2 separate regions of the Pan troglodytes genome follow, and region 1 is linked to region 2. The links are chromatin contacts, called in public HiChIP or PLAC-seq maps. All regions are on one chromosome and are shown on one strand. Each heading gives the region's core, a stretch centred on a gene start, on an enhancer-like site or on the middle of the called end of the contact. The rest is flanking DNA. Distances are from core to core; before and after follow the strand shown. Region 1 holds the start of RIF1 (replication timing regulatory factor 1). Region 2 holds the start of RBM43 (RNA binding motif protein 43).

The links. HiChIP or PLAC-seq counts read pairs in DNA pulled down with a chosen protein or histone mark.
Region 1: a contact with region 2 is called in an H3K4me3 HiChIP or PLAC-seq map of stem cell-derived excitatory neurons, with 4 times the contacts expected there. The contact joins the promoter of RIF1 here to the promoter of RBM43 in region 2. A contact is called at or near these places in 3 of 7 Hi-C or Micro-C datasets (induced pluripotent stem cells and stem cell-derived neural progenitor cells) and 1 of 1 datasets of contacts at active chromatin or transcription factors (stem cell-derived excitatory neurons).

The regions. Positions count from the first base shown.
Region 1 is chr13:53,443,343-53,449,347 of NHGRI_mPanTro3-v2.0_pri, forward strand. RIF1 (replication timing regulatory factor 1) reads left to right here and starts at 1,338. Exons shown (of 37, transcript XR_010150084.1): 1 at 1,338-1,516; 2 at 1,897-2,010; 3 at 2,746-2,824.
Region 2 is chr13:53,295,037-53,301,331 of NHGRI_mPanTro3-v2.0_pri, forward strand. RBM43 (RNA binding motif protein 43) reads right to left here and starts at 1,699. Exons shown (of 4, transcript XM_525941.9): 1 at 1,457-1,699. The coding sequence starts at 1,459.

The DNA of each region.
Region 1 (6,005 bases), core at 88-2,587, 150 kb after region 2:
AGAAGCAGACCGGGCGCGGTGGCTCACGCCTGTAATCCCAGCACTTTGGGTGTCCGAGGCGGGTGGATCACGAGGTCAGGAGCTCGAGACCAGCACGGCCAAGATGGTGAAACCCCGTCTCTACTAAAAGTACAAAAATTAGCCGGGTGTGGTGGCGGGCGCCTGTAATCCCAGCTGCTCGGGAGGCTGAGTCAGAGACTCGCTTGAACCCGGGAGGCAGAGGTTGCAGTGAGCCGAGATCGCACCACTGCACTCCAGCCTGGGCGAAAGAACGAGGCTCCGTCTCAAAAAAAGGGGGGGGGGGGGGAGGAGCAGCATATTCACAATAAGGAGAAATGACTGTCATTGTGTTTACTGACGTTTCTCTAGGGAAGAAGCCCTGGCCAAATCCCACCCTTCAACCCCCCAGGGGCCTAACAGAAGAATGCACATCCTCGGGAGCTACCTAAATCTACTGAATTACAATGCATATGGGCGGGGCCCAGGAATCTGCAGTTTAATAACGAATATCCCCAGGCCATTGTTATGTACGCTTAAGACTTGAGAACCATTGGCCTCTCCAACCTTTTCTCACTTCACCTATTAAAAGCCCTATTTTATAGAGGAGGAAATTGAGGCATAGGTTAATTAACTTGCTAAAGTCACATGGAACCTAGACCAGCTGGAATCTAGACCAGCTTGAGATACAGTTCTTTTCTTTTTCTTTCTTTCTTTCTTTCTTTCTTTCTTTTTTTTTTTTTTTTTTTTTTGAGAGACGGAGTCTTACTCTTACTCTGTCGCTCAGGCTGGAGTGCAGTGGCGTGATCTCGGCTCACTGCAACCTTCGCTTCCCGGGTTTAAGCGATTCTCCTGCCTCAGCTTCCCAAGTGGCTGGGACTACAGGCGTGCGCCACCACACCCAACTAATTTTTGTATTTTTGTTTTTTTTAAGTAGAGACGGGGTTTCACCATGCGTTGGCCAGGCTGGTCTCGAACTCCTGACCTCAGACTCGGCCTCCCAAAGTGCTTGGATTACAAGGTGTGAGTCACCGCGCCCGGCCAGCTCTTAGTCTTAAACCCAACAGTAAGTTATCTCCTTTTGCTAACTGATTTGTTGCTAAAACTTCAACAAGCACTGGACTTGGAGTTTGAACACTTAGTCTGAGGGCCCACTATGTTCAGTCTAGTGAGTCTGAGCAATTAACTCACATTTTGAATTTCAAGTCTCTCGCCTTAGGCAAAACACCACCACCTGATGCTCACCAGAGGGGCGTGACGCGGCAGCTGGGCAGGGAAGGGATGGGAAGGGAGGCGATCGATAACTCCGGTGCGCCGCTGACTGTTGGATTGGCTCGAACTTCTCCCGCCAGGCCTAGCCTACTCCCGCGCACTCCTGGGCCCGCCCAGCCGCCATCTTGGTCTAGGAGGGAGCGCGCCGCACGCGTGAGTAAACAGCCGGAGCCGGGAAAGTCGAGCTCTGGCAGCGTCTGGGTGCTGAGGGGCAGAGGCGGAGAGAACCCTGTCCTGATCTTCCTAGGTGGGATAAATATCGGGGTGACAGTGGTAGGCCGCGGGGAACCCTCAGTCTGCCCACCCTCCGCCCCCTCGCGGCGAGATGCCTCGTTCCCCGGGCTTCTCCCGCCCTCCGCCGATCTCCTCCCTCTGTTGAAAGCTGCCCGGGAAAGTGGTGGCGGGAGCGGGCCCAGGCCCGAACGTGGCGTGGGCTCAGGTGCCTGGTGTCGGGCGCCGGAGGAGGTTCGCGCTGGGGTTTGGTGATTCGGAGGCCTGGGGTGCAGACGCGGCGTGGCTGTGAGGCCGGGGCGGGCGTGCGGGTGTGAGGGCCGGACTCACACTGGGCCGCCGCGGGGCTGTTTCCATCGGTCACTGGATTTTCTCCTCTTCCGGTTCGGGCCTCAGGGTGGCCGACATGACGGCCAGGGGTCAGAGCCCCCTCGCGCCGCTGTTGGAGACTTTGGAAGACCCTTCTGCCTCCCATGGAGGGCAGACTGACGCTTACCTGACTCTGACCAGGTGAGGTCCGCCACGGGGCGTAGCGGAGAGGGGGGCGCTCTGTAGTGGGGAGAAAGAAGGTGGTTGGGAGGGGCGCGTAGAATGAATGTGAGTTCTAGAAGTCTAGCAAATGTGAGGACGCCCGAGTCGCGGACGCCTTGGGGGGCGGGGGAGATGTATTCTAGGTGACGTTCCCGGGTACTGCTGCTGCTGCGCTTGAGGTGTGTGTTTGGAACGAGGGAGCATGCACGTGTGTTTTGCAAGCGAGGGATTTTTAAAAGTTTCGGTTGGAAGTAGTTGTTGGAGGAGGGGTCTTCAGTGTAAACCTCCGATGTGTTGGGAAAATGTGGTTACCCAGAGTTGTTTTTTTAACAGAGCAATACACTGATTTTTATTAATTGCAAAATGCTTCAAAGTAATTTTCATAGAAATGTACTAAAGTTTTGTAAAACCCTTTGGAAAGGCTTAGCAAATCGTTAGTAACTAGGGATAGGGATCCCTGTTCTGTCTTTTTGGAGTCAGGTTGTCACAACTTGCATGTACTCGATGTAAAAACTTATTCTGAGGGTTTTTCTACTTTCATTTCTGATATATATTGCATTATATATTATGTATACCTTTAAGGACCTTACCTACTGGGTCAATTCATTTGCAAGAGTTAGAAAGTAATTTTTAAAAAGATTGTACATGTATTTTTGGGAGTATTTTTTTTTTTCCTGTCAACTACTTAAACTTGTGTTCTTCCTGCTTTTTAAGTCGTATGACTGGAGAAGAAGGAAAAGAAGTAATTACAGAAATTGAGAAAAAACTTCCTCGGCTGTACAAAGTTTTAAAGGTATGTATCTGTTTGTTAAACAGTTTTTCACTTTTGGTAGTTTTGTGTTTTTTTTGGTTTTGTTTTTTTGTTTTGAGGTGTAGTTTTGCTCTTGTTGCCCAGGCGAGAGTGCAATGGCTCAGGCTCGGGCTCGGCTCACTGAAACCTCCGCCTCTCGGGTTCAAGCGATTCTCTTGCCTCAGCCTCCTGAATAGTTGGGATTATAGGCATCCGCCACCACCCCGGCTAATTTTGTATTTTTAGTAGAGAAGGGGTTTCTCCATGTTGGTCAGGCTGGTCTCGAACTCCCGACCTCAGGTGATCCGCCTGCCTCAGCCTCCCAAAGTGTTGGGATTACAGGAGTGAGCCACTGTGTCCAGCCACTTTTGGTGGTTTTTAAGAGTTTTGCCAGTTGACTCAAAATCTTTGAATCTAAAATAACAGCAATAATACTGATTATAATACTCTTTATTGTTACTTAAAGCTTCTCAGGTACTTTCTTAATTACCTTACACGCTTTATACTTAACTCTCCATGGTTCCATGAGATTATTTCTTAATGATCACTTTGCAGGTGAAGAAATTAATTTAATTTGCCTAAAGTTGCCTAGGGGCACTTGAATCTGAGTTTGTGCTCTTGAAAGCAGAGATCAGAGATTAATCTGTTTTCTTTCCTTTTGGGACTCTACATCTAAGTAAGTGCTTCTAAAATTACAATTGTCTTTGGTCTAGTCTAGGTAGCATTAATTTCTTTTTCCTCATTCACCCTCAGTTTTTGCTACAACCATTATCATTTTTGCTTTAGGGAAATGATGTTTGACATCATACTGTGGACCTGTGTTCCTGTCTTCACTTGCCTACTTAATGGCTTCCTGACTATCCTTAACATCTTTTAAATTTCCTTGTTTTTAGAATGAAAAAGTTGAAATTTTATCTCCAAAGTTTCTTTGAGTTCTCATTTTTATGACCTTGTTCTTTTTTTTTAATTTTTTTTGTTTGTTTTTATTATGACCTTGTTCTTGTGCTTTTATTTTTGTTTTTAATTTTTAAAATTGAGGTGGGGGTCTTGATAGGTTGCCTAAGCCAGTCTCGAACTCCTGGGTCCAAGCGATCCTCCCACCTCAGCCTCCTTAGTAGCTGAGATTACAAGTAGGTGCCACCATGCTCAGCTTTTGTGCTTTTTGTTTGTTTGAGGCAGAGTCTTGCTGTGTCGCCCGTGCTGGAGTGCAGTGGCACAATCTCAGCTCACTGCAACCTGTGCCTCCCAGGTTCAAGCGATTCTCCTGCCTCAGCCTCCTGAGTAGCTGGGATTACAGGCATGCTCCCTCCACACCCAGCTAATATTTTTTAGTAGAGACGGGCTTTCACCATGTTGACCAGGCTGGTCTTGAACTCTTGACCTCAGGTGATCCACCCGCCTTGGCCTCTCAAAGGGCTAGGATTACAGGTGTGAGCCACCGTGCCCAGCCGTGTGCCTTTAAACAAGTGTTTCATCCAGACATGTACATTTTAACGTGATTTTTGGCGAAGTATTAACAGAGATACTGCCTACTCTTGGTGGTGTCACAGTCATCAACATTTTTTGTGTAAGCAGAAACTTTATTGTGTGCTAGTTACTTAATATCAGTGTTTATTCCATTTTCTTCATTATCATATTCCATATTATAGTAATTAGATGTGAAGACATGCACTTTCGTGTATTGAGTATTTATAGGATCAGGAATTCTATTGCATACTTTTTTTTTTTTTTTGAGACGGAGTTTTGCTCTTGTTGCCCAGGCTGGAGTGCAATGGCTTGAACACCTCCTGGGTTCAAGCCGTTCTCCTGCCTCAGCCTCTCAAGTAGCTGGGATTACAGGCATGTGCCACTACGCCCAGCTACTTTTTTTTTGTATTTTTAGTACAGACGGGGGTTTCTCCATGTTGATCAGGCTGGTCTCGAACTGCCGACCTCAGGTGATCCGCCCACCTTGGCCTCCCAAAGTAAGCCTGGGCCATTGTGCCCAGCCTTATTGCATACATTTTGAGTCAAGTTGCATTGTTTGTAAATAGGATTTGTACCTGAAATTATTTGGATGCACATGGTTGATAATAGGACGATAAGCAATTTTAAGCAATGGAAGGATAATTGAATTCTTTCAGAGTAGGAACCATACCAGGTAAAATAGAACATGTTTATATGTCGTGTTCAGAGTTCAGCTAGGATTGTGTCTAGGAATCTACAACATTCTTGAAAATGAGACACATCATCGTTAAGGAACACTTTCAAGTAAGTTTAATGAAGATTAATCACAAACATTTACTAGCTGTTATCCAGGAGATACACTAGTAGCTCTCAAAGTATTAAGCCTTACTTAGTTGCTTACAACTGGTTGCTGTGCTATATCCCTTACATTCTGTACTCTAGGATTTGCATTTTTTGGCTTCGTTTTGTAAATATAGAAGATACTGCAGGGAAGTATCTGCTCATTATTTAACCATTTACATTTGCTGTTCTTCCTGCTCAAGAATAACAATTGAAGATTCCTTGGATATTTGATTCAAATAGATATGGGGGTTTTGAAGATAAATCCCTTTGGAGTAGGAAATGGTACAAGGGAAATGGGGTACAGGGTAAAAGTAAACTTTCATATTGAGATACTCTTTGACAGATTTGGCCTTTTATAGCTTTTACATAAATGGTATGAGTTGGGCTTTAAATTCTAGATTGACAGCCAGGCACGGTGGCTCACGCCTGTAATCCCAGCACTTTGGGAGGCCTGAGGCTGGTGGATCACCTGAGGTCAGGAGTTTGAGACCAGCCTGGCCAACATGGTGAAACCCCATCTCTACAAAAAATACAAAAATATAGGCATGGTGGCGCGCGCCTATCATCCCAGCTGCTCTTGAACCTGGGAAGCAGAGGTTGCAGGGAACTGAGATTACACCATTGCACTCCAGCCTGGGCAACAAGAGCGAAACTCTGTCTCAAAAAAAAAAAAAATTTCTAGATTGACATGGATTGAAATTCTCTTATGTATAAAGTAAGGTTTAAAAAATTGTTTTATTTTACTATTAATTGAGATAATAATAGATACTTTATAAATGTTACATTCTAACCCCTTCCTTCTCCCAGTCTTAGAGGAAGAGATGTCACTCCACTCTAAAGCTAGGATGTTAGCTTTTGGATTTGAGTCTCTTGTTTACTCAGTGGAAGGGCCTTG
Region 2 (6,295 bases), core at 449-2,948:
GACTACAGGTGGGTGCCATCACGCCCAGCTAATTTTTGTATTTTTAGTAGAGACTCCTGACCTCAAGTGATCCGCCCTCCTTCGCCTCCCAAAGTGCTGGGATTACAGGCGTGAGCCACCGTGCCGGGCAGGGAGATCATTTTCTGCACCCCAACAATATCAAAGAAAAACATGCAATCAATTTAAACTCAGGAAATCTTACTTCAGCTCTATGCCCTCATTAGTACTAATACCATATTTCTTTATTCAAATGTCTACATGTAATTTATCTGTAAAATCAAAGAAACTTCTCCCTGAACCAGTATTTTTAGAAGAAAAAAACATAAAGGTGTAAATTTTGTTTGGTAAGAACTAGTTTCTATGAATCATCTAATGAATTAGTACTTCAATGACTTGCCAATATTTGTCCTTAACTCCCTTTCATAGGTTGGAGAAAGTATGGCTAACATAGATAATTTTACTGAGGTCAATTATGAATAATGAGGGTTGTTCATCTCTTCTACCCACGATTAAGATAAAGAAATGTCCTAGAGAAAGACAGTCCTTTCAAGCACTTTGAAACGAGCAGCTTTTAGCCAAGACATACTAACGTGATGGCGCATTTCCTTGCATCAGTATTATGTTATAACAGACTTGGCCATCTTATCAGAAAGCAAAAAGTATATAGCAAAACTTTACTTTTGTAAGTAAGGCATTGGGAAGAAACAGAAGATTCATTGACTGCATTTGTTTATATTGATTTTCTCAAAATCAGTTGTTTATTTTCAATGACGACGCCTCTACCGCCACCAGGTCAACAAAAACGTACTTGCTTTTGCATTTCCGGGACTCTAGCATTTCAGAGCAGGAATTAAAGGCCTTGCCAAGGCTTTTAAGCGATTGATGGAAACAAAACAAAACACAGAAGGATAAATTTTGAATTTGCTAAGACAAGAATTCGCACCAAGGCAGACATAAGACATGAGGATGTCTTCCTGACTTGCGTCCTTGGCTCGAATCGTTCTTACCAGCCCTTTTCAAAAGGCAGCTGTGACCTCCATTTCTGGCTAATCAATCCACTTTTGTTCCCCCCGAGGCGTAGGAGGACAACAGTTAAGCCCTAACAGCCTGCGAAGCAGCTCCTCGACGAACGGCGGCGTCCCCGTCGCTTGGGCAGTGGGTGTGGGAGGTGACAGCCTAGTCCTGAGCCTCTGGAGCGGGCCCATACTGCACCGCCGTACGTGAATTTCAGGGGCGCGCAATGCCGCCACCTGGGAAGGGTGCAGCGAGGCTGACCTGAGTTTGCCCGCCGGGGTGGACGGCTCTCCGGGGCCCCCGGGGCCCCTCCGCGCGCCGCCCCCTCCCGCGCAGCCCTGCACCCTGGCCCGTCGCGCCCGGTTCCGCGCCCTTCTAGGGGACCATGGCGACGGTACAGGCACGGACCTGCACCGCAAAACTCAAAGCAAAAGCAACTTGCCATGGCGGAGGGGAGACGCGCCCTCAGCGGCCGCAGGAAGCCCACAACCAGCAGAACGCAGGCGATGGGGAGAGGAGCGAGCAGGCAGGTTTTGGTTTCGTTTTTTTGTTCCAGCTCCCTTGGAGGCTACGAAGAAAAGGGCGGCCCTTCCACCCGATCCGGCTGTTCTGCGACCTCGTGGCCTCTGGGTGGGAGCTCGGACTCCGGAGTGCTGTTGCCAGCGCCTGCCCAGACGCCCTCCGTAGTTTTGCAACTTTTGGAAGCACTCTGGAGAGAGGCCGAGGGATTCCTCGACAGGAAATTTGGGAATTCTCTGGGTAATGCATCAGTGATTGCAATTTTGTTTTTACCCGTTTTGCTAAGCAGCAGCAACAACGGCAGAGTTGATTTAAAAAAAGAAAAAACGCAAAAAGGGAAAACACATAGGAGGTGGTGGCCGCTTCCTGTGCTGATACTGGGGGGCTACGCTTTTCCTAACATCAATCATCTCGTAGTTGCAGAGAGCCTTAGACGTCATGATAGTTTTGAATCGCATGCATTATCATGTAAGGGAGTTAAATATCTTGCATGCATGCTCTCTTCTGTGTTTATATATTCGATGCCATGAAATTGAAGGGCATGTGGCTAAAACCTTTTTACTACATGAAACTTTACAACACTTTTGAAAACATTTCAATTTGGTTGATGCGCACTGTAATATTTCTCCAGATAATTGTCCAAAATTTTCCATAGAGAAGGCTTTTATCCTCATTAGTTGCTGGCCTCAAACTAACCATCTAGGATATTAAACTGCTGCCAGAATTTTACATCCAGCTACCTTTACTTTTTAGAACGTATTCTCTATCATGTTACTGATATCAATTTCTACTTCACACAGATGGTTTTTTACAACAGCAAATCAAGTTTTTCTAACATCAGTTTTAAAAAGCCCTGCACTCAGTGAAATCTGGATGTCTTTCCTACGCCCTTATTATCTGTCCAGCCTTCTTCCCCTTCCCCCACCCCTCACCTGGGCCTTTTCCTCTGCACAACCTACCCCAGTTCCCCAACCCCCACCTCAACCCCCAACGCCGTGTTGGTCATCTTCCCAGCCCAGACCAGGAGCCCTCTTGGACCTCTGCCGGGTGCTAAGGACACAGGATGAGAGCGCCAGGTCCCTGCCAACAGAGAGCTCACCACCTTGTCCATGCCTTAGCACAGGAACCCCGAATGGCGCCTGTGGGGACACAGGGAATCTCTGGACAAACTTCAAAATCAAATCAATGAATGCATGAAGAACAAAGGTAGATGGCTAGCAGATATGAAGAAACCCAATCCCACTCCTAAGAAATGTAAATTGAAATAATAAGATACCATTTTTTCACAACTAGATCTGCAAAACCAGAAAGTGTTAGCCTGAATGTAAGCATCAGAGTTGCTGCAAGCATAGATGGATGCAAATACTTCTAAAGATTTTTATCAAAATGTAAAGTGCAAAAAAATGTAAAATGCACATATTCTTAGTCTCAGCAATTCTACTTTTAGAACTGAACTTGAAGTTATAGTGCACAAATGGCACTAAGATATTGTATAGAAATTTTAGTTGTACATTGCTTGAAATACAGGTAGTAATAATTTTTTTATAAACTGGGATCCACCTAGTTTATCATTGGATGGAGCTATTTGTTATATGGCTGATGATATATCAGTAAGGCACAAGGCTATGAAGATTTTAAAACAGAATGAGGTAGGGGGAAGTGGCTCCCGCCTGTATTCCCAGAACTTTGGGAGGCCAAGGTGGGCGGATCACTTTGAGCTCAGGAGTTCAAGACCAGCTTGAGCAACATGGTGAAACCCGTCTGTACTAAAAATACAAAAATTAGCCGGGCGTGGTGGCACACACCTGTAATCTCAGCTACTCGGGAGGCTGAGGCTAGAGAATCGCTTGAACCCGGGAGGCAGAGTGAGCCAAGATCACACCACTGCACTCCAGCCTGGGCGACAGAACAAGACTCTGTCTCAAGAAGAAAAAAAAAAAAAACAGCATGAGGTAGATCTGTATGTAATTCCCCAATTTATATTTTATCTCCAGATTTATATATCTAAGTGCCCACTTGAATGTCAAACAAGCATCTGAAATTTAACAAGTAGAACTCCAGAGCAAGACTCTGTCTCAAGGAAAAAAAAAAAAAAAAAAAACAGAATGAGGTACATCTGTATGTAATTCCCCAATTTATATTTTATCTCCAGATTTTATATATCTAAGTGCCTACTTGAATGTCAAACAAGCATCTGAAATTTAACAAGGAGAACTCTTCTTCTCCCCTTCTTAATTCCCCCTCAAGAATTGGCAGCACTGTCTACCCATGAGCTCAAGCTCATGACCCAGTTCTTGATTTCTCTTTTCCTCATCCTTCTTAGTATACCCCAACAATGGGCCTTCCAGAGGGACCCAGTATCAGTCCCTCTTTCCAGCTGCATCCCTACCATCCTCATCCAGTCTCCATCTTCTCTAGCTCCTCAGTCCATTCTTGCTACCATACCCAGAAGGATCTTTTTAAAATGTAAATCAGATTCGACTTCTGTTTAAACACGTCATTGTTTGCATTGCTTTCACCTGAGCCACAATGACCTTGATCCTTTTTTTTCTGGCCAGATCTCCTACCACTGCCCTGACCCTCTGCTGCAATCGCAACAAGCTATCAGCCTGGGAGTTTTGCCTGACCTATGTACTGTGTCCCTGCCTCAATAGCTCCGCCCTGATCTTCACTTGACTGGCTCCTGCTGTCACTTGGGTCTTAGCTACAATAATGTTAAAGCCGAAAGATTGAGGGTCGTGATCAACTCAGTATACCACTGGAGGCTGTATGGGTAAACAGCAAACTGTTCTCATAAATGCAGAATGTTGGCAAACTGACAAGCTGAGTATGCCACCCAGAAGGAATGCTGAGGGCAGTCACGCCCCTCGATCTTTCAGCCTCCAACACAGTAACCTCTCTTCAGAAAGACTAGCTCTAATCACCCAGTCTATCTTCCTACTTAATCATTCCATCACCCCGTTATACCATCTTAATAGCCCTGGCCTCTTTCTGAAAATATCTTTATATGTTTATTTATATTGAATGTCTTTCTTGCTTTCCCCAACTCATAACTGAAGTCTCCATTCTCTCCAGAAAATGATGAGAGGTCTAGGATTAGAGTTGGGAATTCAGGTCAACCTATCTGTGCCATCGAACATGACCTACAGTAACCTTTAATCATATATATGCCAAACTATTCCAACACCCTTGAAGAAAGAGGACTCCAAATGTGGCAAAATTATTTTAGCAGCATATTACTAACTAAAACTGCATCCAAGAAAATCTTTTAACATCTTATAGCCCCAATTATAAGGCCTCTTGCCTCACTGTACTTTTCTGTCTTGAAGCTTTAATAAAATCAAATTGGAGGGCCGGGCGCAGTGGTTCATGCCTGTAATCCCAGCACTTTGGGAGGCCAAGGTGGATGGATCACGAGGTCAGGAAATGGAGACCATCCTGGGTAACAAGGTGAAACCCTGTCTCTACTAAAAATACAAAAAAATTAGCCGGGCGTGGTGGCTTGCCCCTGTAGTCCGCTACTCAGGAGGCTGAGGCAGAAGAATCGCTTGAACCCGGGAGATGGAGGTTGCAGTGAGTTGAGACTGTGCCACTGTACTCCAGCCTCCGTGACAGAGCGAGACTCCATCTCTAAAGAAATAAATAAATAAAATCAACATTTTCCTGAACGTTTTTCATTTGTGACACCAAAAAACTAAAGCAAAACCCATTACAGGATGTTTCACCTGTATCTTGGTAATTACTTATTTTCATAAAACCCTGGGATGTGTTATGAAAATTTCCAAAAATAGAATAAAGGAAACATGTTCAGATAAGTAGTATTCAGTGCTGAAATGGAGCAATGAGATAGTGCTTGTTTACACTGTTAATGAAAGTACAAACCAATGCCTACCTTTCTAGTAAGCAATTCTGGCCTCACTTAACAAGATCCTTAAAAGAGTTTTTCGTCCTTCTGCCTAGCAATTATCACCTTGAAGTAAGGTCAGAACTGCAGAAAATGTCTTATGTACCAAGACATATAAGGACTTACGTACCTCAGAATATTTATAAGTGTGAAGAAATTAGAAACAACCTTATTCCCAACAATAAGGAAGTAACAAATAGCACAGGGTATATGGGTATATTTACAGCATTAAATGTGATGTGGTTAGAGGGAAAAAAAGAATGGAAAAGAGAACACAAAAATATTTACCATTATCTCTGGATGTGTACTTTTGGTGATTTTTATTATCTCCATAATACTATGTGTATTTTTCAAGATTGAGCATCTTTTCTTTTTTAATACCAAGCAGGTATCATTAATGCTATTTCCCATACAGTTTTGGCTTTCTGCCTTCCAACCATATGGTAAGAATGAACATCCAGGCTCCTTTATGGTTGGGTAGGTCCATATGCTTAGTTCTGAGTTGTGAGTGGAAGTGACAAGTATCATTTCTGGGCCAAAAATTTAATTACCAGTTAAAGACCCTTCAAAGCTCTTTACTTCCTCTGGCATAACATCTAGCAATAGTAAAGATGGTGGCTGCCATGAGTTTGGGTCCCTAAGTGTTTACCATGAGCAGAGCTCTTTTTGTTGAACCATCAACGGCCATGTAGCTTGAGGAAGGAATAAATGTGTGTTGTTTTAAGTCTCTGAAATTTAAAAAGATTTAAAATTTAAAAATTTTAAATTTTAAAAATTTTCACATCAGCATCACATAGCCTATTCTGATTGATACAGAAATTGGTATTCTGAAATGGAGTACTGCTATGGCCAAAAAAA